Linked DNA regions of Mus musculus: all the other regions are linked to region 2. A link is a contact called in public HiChIP or PLAC-seq data. All regions are on one chromosome and are shown on one strand. Each heading gives the region's core, a stretch centred on a gene start, on an enhancer-like site or on the middle of the called end of the contact. The rest is flanking DNA. Distances are from core to core; before and after follow the strand shown.

Region 1 (2,700 bases), core at 78-2,577, 770 kb after region 2:
TGCTGAAAGCACCCAGATATAGTTGTCTCTTGTGAGACTATGCCGGGCCTAGCAAACACAGAAGTGGATGATCACAGTCAGCTATTGGATGGGTCACAGGGCCCCCAATAGAGGAGCTAGAGAAAGTACCCAAGGAGCTAAAGGGATCTGCAACCCTATATGTGGAACAACAATATGAACTAACCAGTACCCCGGAGCTCTTGTCTCTAGCTGCATATGTATCAAAAGATGGCCTAGTCAGCCATCACTGGAAAGAGAGGCCCTTTGGAATTGCCAACTTTATATGCCCCAGTACAGGGGAACGCCAGGGCCAAAAAGGGGGAGTGGGTGGGTAGGGGATTGTGGGGGTGGGTATGGGGGACTTTTGGGATAGCATTGGAAATGTAAATGAGGAAAATATCTAATTAAAAAAAACTCCCAAAAAAAAGAAATGAAACTATATTTTTAATTACTTTAAAAAATGTGCTAGCTTTCCAAGTGAACAAATGAATTGTACTTTATATCACATAAGTATGTTTATGACACACACATCTCAAAACATATTTAAATTTTATGCTTGAGTTATAAAATATGTACACATTTGATGAAATTTTTCATTGAGCACATTTTGCAAATTTCAATTTGAAAGTACTCCAGTTGAAAATAAAAAGGGCACAAATAAAACCCAGAAAATTGCAGCAAAGGATGAATCAGGTGGTAATACGTCTGCTAGGAACCACATGCATTTCTTGACCAAAGCTACGAAGGCCATCTCCAGGAGCTTCGACTGCCTCCAGGGCTCCCCTTGCCTAACTCGACTGAATTTTCTCTTTGAATACCACGTGCATCTCCACTACTTCAGGGCACCAGTTGTCCAAAAGCTAGAGGTTAGGGAAGGGCAGCTGTGTGTAGAGGTGTGACAGTCACTTTCTGTAACTCACTGCACCACCTTCAGATTCAATGCAACCTTGAAAACTAGCTTGGAGATAGTGTCTCCTTTCATTTTAAATGCCCTGGCCTTTGTCACTTTACACCAGATCCATAACACCATTTTAAGGAGGTTGTGTTGTTTTCTTTCTTTGGAGGCAAGAGGTAGGAAGAACTGACTACTATTTTGAAGCAAACCACTGTTAACCTTGGGGTTCTCCCTACAGTGGACATCCATTCCAGCAGGCGGTCCACTCCTTCAAGACTCAATTTGGAAAAGTGCTTTTAAAAGCCCAGCGTTGGCCTGGCCCTTTTGGTTGGATTTCTGTGGAAATTTTCTTAGTAACCATTTTCAGCTGAGGGAGTTCCCAGACAATTGTAAAGTGGAAGCCCTGCAGGAGGAGGGGAGGGCTGCTCCTGTGCTAATTAAAACAAAGGCTGCTTGTGTAAGCGGGCCGGCCTGCTGCACAGGGCTCACAATGCAGGGGCCTCCCAGGCACCAGCTCCTAAATCCGCCGGGACTTTCATTTCTAAATACAACTAAAGGAATGCTCCTTTGTGCATTCTATTTTCCTTGCCAAAGTGGAAGAAGGTGAAGCTGTCCAATGTTTGCTTTTGAATGTGGTGTGCCCAGCCGCAAGGCAAAGCTGTCCTCACCAAAAGCAGGGCAGCCTAGGGTCGCTTCCCAGTACAAGTGAGCTGCTAGGAGTTCTTGCAGATGGATACCTGGCTCCACTGGAATTTGCTGTCACTCTGAACTCAGGTGTTTAAGCAGAGATGGCCTTGTCATTCGTCTCAACAGCGGACAGGCTTCAGATCAGACCTGGCCTCAGCAAACTCCCCTATGCTCCGGGTGCCTACAGCAAAGTAAAAATCCCGGTGCCCCGTGAAAAAAAAGAAATGAAGACATGCCTGTGCTTTGTCTTCCAGACTTCAGAAGCTTCCCCTGTTCCGTAGGTCACATGGACTTTATTTCAAGCCTGCCCTTCAGTGTAGTCGTCCCTTTACAGCTTTAATGGCTGTTCTGTTTCCTTGTCCATGATTATTTTACAAGCCCTTTTGCAACTTGACATGCTTTGACACAGCCTGTAGAAATGTAGCGTTGTACCCGATAGTACAGTAAGTCCAATGCCAAAGAAAATGGCTCGGGAAGGGAGCAGGGGGCCACAACACTTGAAAAGAAGAATCTTGGGCAAGACAGTCAACGTTCTTGTGACTTTCTGGAGTTTTCCAGTGTGAGTATCTACAGAGTTGAATGCCAAATTTGATTTCAAAGTTTTACAAGGTTTCATTCCGGCTAAACTAATACTTGGCTAGGTCTCCTCCCTCCCTCTCTCTTCACCCTCTCCCTCCCTCCTTCCCTCCCTCCCCTTCCTCCTGCCTCTTCATCTTTCTTTCCTCCCTTAGTCCCTCACTACTTCATCCCTCACTACCTACCTCCCTCTCAAAGCAGGCTTGAAAGACAAGGTACAGCATCCGTTTCCAATTAAAAGAATAAAAAATTTTAAATGTCTCCCTCTGGGCCTGGTGCTGAGCCAGGTGAGAAAATGGTGGGTGTGGTTGCTGAGAAAGCAGGGAGGTGAAAATCCTCCACTGCTTGAAGTCACTTTATACTTGAGAGGGCTCTCCTCCCTGTCCCATTAAAAAACAAAACAAAACCCCTAAAGCTGTGATATCTCTTTATTTCATTTGTTTTCTTTAAAATTCATTTCCCTCAAAATGCTGCTAGTTCCCGTGGACCCTGCACTTAACTCCTATTTTCTCTGTATCTCTGACTTTCGTTCATTCCCACAG
Region 2 (2,864 bases), core at 90-2,589:
GCGGAGCGCTGAAAATTATTCCAGGCTTCTCGGCTGAAGAGGGTCTCTTGGCAGTCCAGAGACCCGCTTGGAGAGAGCCCACCCGCAAGTGTGCGCTCGAAAAGTTTGTAAGAGTTTTTGCCAAGGCACCCGAGAGGTCCGGGAAGCCCAAAACTCTGGCTGGTGACCCAGCATGGAAAGATGTAAACAGAGAAGGGAAGTGTCAGGAAGGACGGGGAGACAAGCTACTTGCGGGCAGATCAAGCGAATATTGCCAGGATGATTAACTGCGGGTGGGGAACCTGCGGTGCGCAAAACAGATCGGAGACATCTTCTAGTTCCGTGGCTCAATCTCCTCCACCATTCCTGTGCGATGAAGTCTCACTAATAATTTCTCTCCATTCCACGTAGTCCTATAGTCTTCACTGTAAAAAGGAGCGCTCTCAACAATTTAAGGCTTATCCGCTTTCTTCCCCCCAGTTTCCTAATATCTATTCCCATTTCGTTTGCAGCCAAATAAATAGTGACCGTGGGGGATAAAAAAACGCATGGCCTTAGAAAACTAAATGCGCCGCGTTCCCCAAGTTGCTTATCTCCTCTGATCCTCTGATGAGACCCTTGGTACGGCAATTCCAAATATTGGTGCTCCCCAAGCTCAGTGGGGTTCGCTGCCAAAAAAAAAAAAAAGCCACACACATACAAACAAAAACAAAAATAAACAACTAGCAACCCGCATCAGAAACTCTCAATGGAAAAGCCTGAGCCCCAGGTGCCTCCAGCAGCTTCCCGCAGTTTGGCTGCCTGGAAGCCTGGAAAATGTGCGCCAGAGCCGGGCTGCGCCCAGCACTTTCCAAGTGAAACTTCAGTCCCAATGGTCTTTCCCACAGGTTCTAGGACACATGAGCCTGCCTGTCCCCAGCTTCTAAAAATCCTCCCCACGGGCTCATCAGGTCCTGGTAAGTGAACTGCTCTTCGGCGGCTGCTGGATTAAGAATGTGTGTCTGCTCCTTGAGGCAATGACTTTCTTCCAGCAAAGTGGCCTAGAAGCTGCCGGTAGCCCCCAGGCTGTGGCAGGAGAGCATCCGTCGCCTGCTCCTCGGAGAAGTTGAGTGAATTTCCGCATAGGGAGAAACGTTAAGGGTTGGAGTGTACCGTGGGGGGCGGGAGCATAGCAAGTTGCCCCCGGCTCTTTGTTTTTGAGAGTCCCCTCGCGCTCTGGTCTCAAGAATCTTCCACACTGCTTCATAGTGAATCATAGAGAATCGCGCCGAGATTCGGCTGCATGGGGCTGTCTTTAGCTTCTGCAGACCGAGGCCGAGGAGCTAGTGCAGTTCCCGGGCATCGCCAGACTCTGTTACTACTGCCGCTCGCCCTTCGGCTGAAGTCCCTTCTCTGAACACCCCCAGAACAGTTCCAGCTCTCCCCAAAACTGTGTAAGGAGAGGAGGATCAGATTTATAGACTGCAGTGTACCCCAACAGGTAGTTTCACCTGGCCTGGTTTAAATATTAAAGTCTGGGCCTTGCGTGGGCATCGCGAAACTGGCCCAAGACACAGACTTTTAGTCGGGGACGAAAACGGCGATGTGCGAGTTACTTAAGATAATCATGTTTTCTCTTCAGTCTTCAACTTATCCCCAAACATCGAAAGAGCTGATCCGTTAGGAACGAGGCTCAGCGAGCCTAAATAGCTGGCTTCCAGCTGCAAGCCCACAGGCAATTTGATTTACCTCCCACCCCCAGAGAGTTACTAAAGAACCCTACTCCCGCTTTAGAGAGATGGGTTCCTTTGGGAAGATCCTTCCTCAAAATGCCCTAGCCTTGGACAAGGAGGGTGAGCTGCGCTGGCTTGGAACAGAATTGCAGTCCCGGTTCTGTTGGTGCGCTGAACAGTGAGGGAGAGCGATGTGCCAGGGCGAGCATGGAACCCGCGAGCCTCGCGTGCACTGCGATTCATGACTCCTTATGGAAGCTCAGGGAGAAGTTGGTGGCCCGCTTGTACAATCTGGGGCCAGCATAGTCCTCTTCTCCAGGGAGTGCTAGCCGAAATTCTTCCCCTGGGGCCATTGATGCACGTGGTGCGCAATGACCCGACGCAAAGTCAGGAAACCGCTAGCAATGGCCCAAAGATTCCCGCGTGTGCCACCCTCGAAGGGTGGAGGAGACCGGGGACTGGGCCCCTCGGGAGGGACGATCTAAAACTGTCTTGGGAGACAGGCTTTCCCCTGCTCCTTCTCTGAGCCCTTGCTTAGTGGTACCTTTTGCCATCTCAGCCAGGAATCCTGGTCTTACCCTACCTCTCTCTTTAGGAACCAGTTCAGGCTCCCCACTGTCACCAGCCCCTACGTCAAGAGCTGTGGGCAGATGTGACCTTGGGCTCTTTGATTTTTAAGGGTATCAAGGTCTGGCCCTGTTTCCAGTGTTCCAAAAAATCTCTCTCTCCCTTCTTCCCAGCTTCACATCCTATCTAGAGACTGTGGCAAATTCAAAGCCTCTGTCACTGGACAAGCTATCTAAACTTGCAGTTTTCTGGTACCTTGACCCCTTAAAGTTGGCCTCAGCTAGCTCTGACAGGGAGAGTAAAGTAGCCACCCTTACCCCCTTCTCCTATTCTCCTCTCACCCACCAGCCACCTTCACCTTTCCCCAGTCCAAACCTTGCCGGCAGAAGAGCAGGAGTCTCTGAAAGGCACAGACTGGTTCTGGCTGTCTAGGAAGTTCTTTTCTTCGCTGGCCCCTCTGTGAGGCCCTTGCATTCTGCCCTCTCCACCCCCATCTCGCTTATAGCAGGGACCCTTGGACTTGTAGGTTGGGTTTCAAATTTATTTTGCCTTGCTTTAATTTTGTTTAAGGTTCCACCCTGCTGAGCCTGGAGTACAGCTTCCCAG
Region 3 (2,876 bases), core at 94-2,593, 640 kb after region 2:
CCCTTGTAGCTCAGTGCGTGAGGATGGCAAAGGGCCAAGGTATAAGTACATGAGAAAAGGACTCTTTTATCATTTCCCTTACTTAAAACTTGAAAGTCAGAGCTCTTGATGGATTACTTAGCAAAGTTCCTGGCTTCTCCTTTCCTACCAGCCACACACCCAGGAAGGTGATACAGCCTGACAACCCACTGATCAAATCACAGCAATAGCACACTGAAGGTTCAACTTGAAGTTTCTTTTTGTTGGTACATATCGAAAGCTCTGTAGAAATGACCCCAACAAGAAAGGTTCTTTCCAAAAGGGTGAAAGGGGATTTGGAAACCTTTTCTCCACTGTGAAAACTCACTGGGCTAATGCTACAATTCTTAGTTCAGTACTGAGGGTTTTATGTCTATAACCTTGTTCATGACCTTCATGTTCCCAGTTTGTGTCTCAACAGCAGCCTAAAAGGAAGAAGAGAAGGAGGCTTTGGTTCCTGGTCTACAGCTGAGAAGACCGAAACCCTAGAAAAGTACACTGGGCTAGTATCATGAGAAAAGGAGTAGAATTGGAGCATAGAGTTACATGTTTTGTCTTTTAGTCAAGTGATTGTTGTTGTTTCTCTATGTATATAGAGTATATAGACACTACACACACACACACACATATGTGTATATATATATATATATATATATATATGTATGTATATATATATATATACACACACACACATATATATTTAGTTTAAATTAGTTTAGTTGGTTGGTTGGTTTTGGTTTTGGTTTTGGTTTTTTGGCAGTAGAAATATTAAACCTGCAGATTATTATATGTGGAGTCCTAGAAAATTCAACACATGTCTATGGGTGTCGTGGGTGGGTGCTTCCTTCCAAAGGTACCAAAAAGGAAACTTGAGCCTGAGAAAACTGGGGAGTGGGTGCTATTTCCAGTCCAACATATTGGGTCAGCTTTTGGAAATCTAGACCAACAGTTGAAGCTTCTTCTTATGTTCACTTCCAAAGATTCGGGGAATTTCTTTCCTTGAAACCCTCCAATTATGCCAATAAGAAAACAGAAACAATATACACAGTATTTGTCACCTGGGGCAGAGCAGGAGGAAGGTTTTAAACCTTTATGTTTGTTTAAGCTTTCTTCAGGTACTTATGATTGCTGATCTAGAAGGTTAAGTACATTGAGAGACACAAATTTGGAACAGCAAACTTGCTCTAAGGAACCTATTGGCTACCAAAACACTGCTCCAGGAGGCTGTTCACTTCCAAAGGACTAGCTGCCCTTGGGTCCAGAATTAGCATAGGGACTGCCTTTCTCTTCAAGGAGGGGAATTTGTAGTCTCTTGGGTATTTCACCAGTTAGCACCAAGCCATGCCAGCAAGAATGCCAAGACCTGCTTTGTTTACATGCTCTTTGCCTACTTCCTTTTCAGTGAGAAAGTCAAGGAGGCAGCCCTGCTTTCTGGTTTCAATACAAACATTTCTTTACAGACCGCCCATTCCCCGTGTTCATGGCTTAGGCTATCTTTTTCACCCCTTCCAAAATAGTTTGTTTCCCAGCTCCTGCTTCTCCTCTATGTTGTGTTGAGAAGGATCTAAAACATGCTTCCTTAAACAGCTTTTGTTTTTTGTTTCAAACCACAGTCTAAATTTAAACCCTGGCCCAGCCTTTGGAGTTGACCTGTGGTTGTGAGTGTACCCTCATTGTTGCCTTGGGGACAATTACCTTCAGCCAGTCAAGTGCAAATAAGCTGTGTCTGTTTGAGCGCAAGGGCATTTTCATTGTCAGGAACCCTTTGGGAAGAGCCTTCTTACATGTTTTCCTTCTTGCTTTTTAAAAAATTTATTCAGTCAAAGACAGTACGATTTATCCTTCTAAATATTGTCTTTTATTAATGCTATTAGAGGCAAGATCCTGACCTATCTTTGTGTTTCTCTCCCCTTTATCTGAAAAGCTCTTAGCATGTCTGACCTCAGTTTTTCTTTCCAATCTCATCGCTTATTCAATCTTTGTGTTTGCTTCTCTTCACACTTTCTTCCATCTTCTGACTCATTCTTGTTCTTTCCTGCGAGGTAGGAGTGGCCTTTACTACTGTCCAATCATCTGATGCTTTGAGGTCTTTGCTTAAAGCCTAGCTCAGTATTTTATTTTTAATGAAGGCTTTAAGGACTTGTCTAGACCACCTCACCTCTCCTCTGCTTTGCAACTCTGAGGATACCTGTTAGGCTTGAGAGAATACTTTAGAATAAGCTCTATGTCCTGCTGGCCCTGTGCAATTATTTTATCTTCTGAATTGTAATGTTTTTTAATACCAGTGTCTTGTATTTTTAAAATCCAGTAAAAAGTATCTGTCACACTGTTGCATGGATGCTGTCGGGGACAAGAGCTGGTGCATTTCACAGTGTTCTTTCCATGTAGACCCTTGGGAGAAAAGTCTCTTAGTCCTTAAGACCCAGCAAAGTTAGACTTCTTCAGAACTGATGCTTTGTTTTGATCTTGTGGTCATCGTGAGTCACGTCTTCTTCTTTTCATAGGCGCAGAGCCAGAATTGCAGCCCCCCAAGAGTAACCAAGCCAGGCTTAATGGCATATGCTTGGCAGTAATAGCATTAACTCTGGCTTCTTATTCTTATTTCCTGTCTTTATTTTTCTTTCCTCCAGTGTTCTCCCTTATTTATTTTGTACTCGTGCAATTGTGCATATCTTTGTAAAAACATTCAATCATTTTTTGGAATTTGATGAGGACATCATACATATATACATGTGGGAAGCAAATAATTCTTTACATTATTTTATCTTTAAATAGTATGCAAATCATTAATATATAGCTTGATGATTATTTTTTACATATTCTTATACCCACATAACTTCCACCTAGATCAAGATATA

What was found. HiChIP or PLAC-seq counts read pairs in DNA pulled down with a chosen protein or histone mark.
Region 1: a contact with region 2 is called in an H3K27ac HiChIP or PLAC-seq map of neural progenitor cells, with 12 times the contacts expected there. The contact joins two enhancer-like sites. A contact is called at or near these places in 5 of 115 datasets of contacts at active chromatin or transcription factors (embryonic forebrain, embryonic hindbrain, embryonic stem cells and 2 more).
Region 3: an H3K27ac HiChIP or PLAC-seq map of heart atrium shows a contact between it and region 2, with 5 read pairs. The contact joins two enhancer-like sites. A contact is called at or near these places in 1 of 15 datasets of contacts at CTCF or cohesin (the NIH/3T3 cell line) and 2 of 115 datasets of contacts at active chromatin or transcription factors (embryonic stem cells and heart atrium).

Annotation. Positions count from the first base shown.
Region 1 is chr4:81,763,103-81,765,802 of GRCm38.p6, reverse strand. No RefSeq gene overlaps it. Among named protein-coding and RNA genes, the nearest start is that of Gm11412, 21 kb to the right of the region's middle. Within about 2 kb of position 1,327, at least 69 of the 459 cell types and tissues checked have an H3K27ac peak or open chromatin away from gene starts, as enhancers often do. A contact at or near this core is called in neural progenitor cells, where this site is marked.
Region 2 is chr4:82,535,871-82,538,734 of GRCm38.p6, reverse strand. All of the region lies in intron 1 of Gm11266 (predicted gene 11266), which reads right to left. Among named protein-coding and RNA genes, the nearest start is that of Gm11266, 29 kb to the right of the region's middle. Within about 2 kb of position 1,339, at least 60 of the 459 cell types and tissues checked have an H3K27ac peak or open chromatin away from gene starts, as enhancers often do. A contact at or near this core is called in heart atrium and neural progenitor cells, where this site is marked.
Region 3 is chr4:81,897,293-81,900,168 of GRCm38.p6, reverse strand. No RefSeq gene overlaps it. Among named protein-coding and RNA genes, the nearest start is that of Gm46886, 35 kb to the left of the region's middle. Within about 2 kb of position 1,343, at least 18 of the 459 cell types and tissues checked have an H3K27ac peak or open chromatin away from gene starts, as enhancers often do. A contact at or near this core is called in heart atrium, where this site is marked.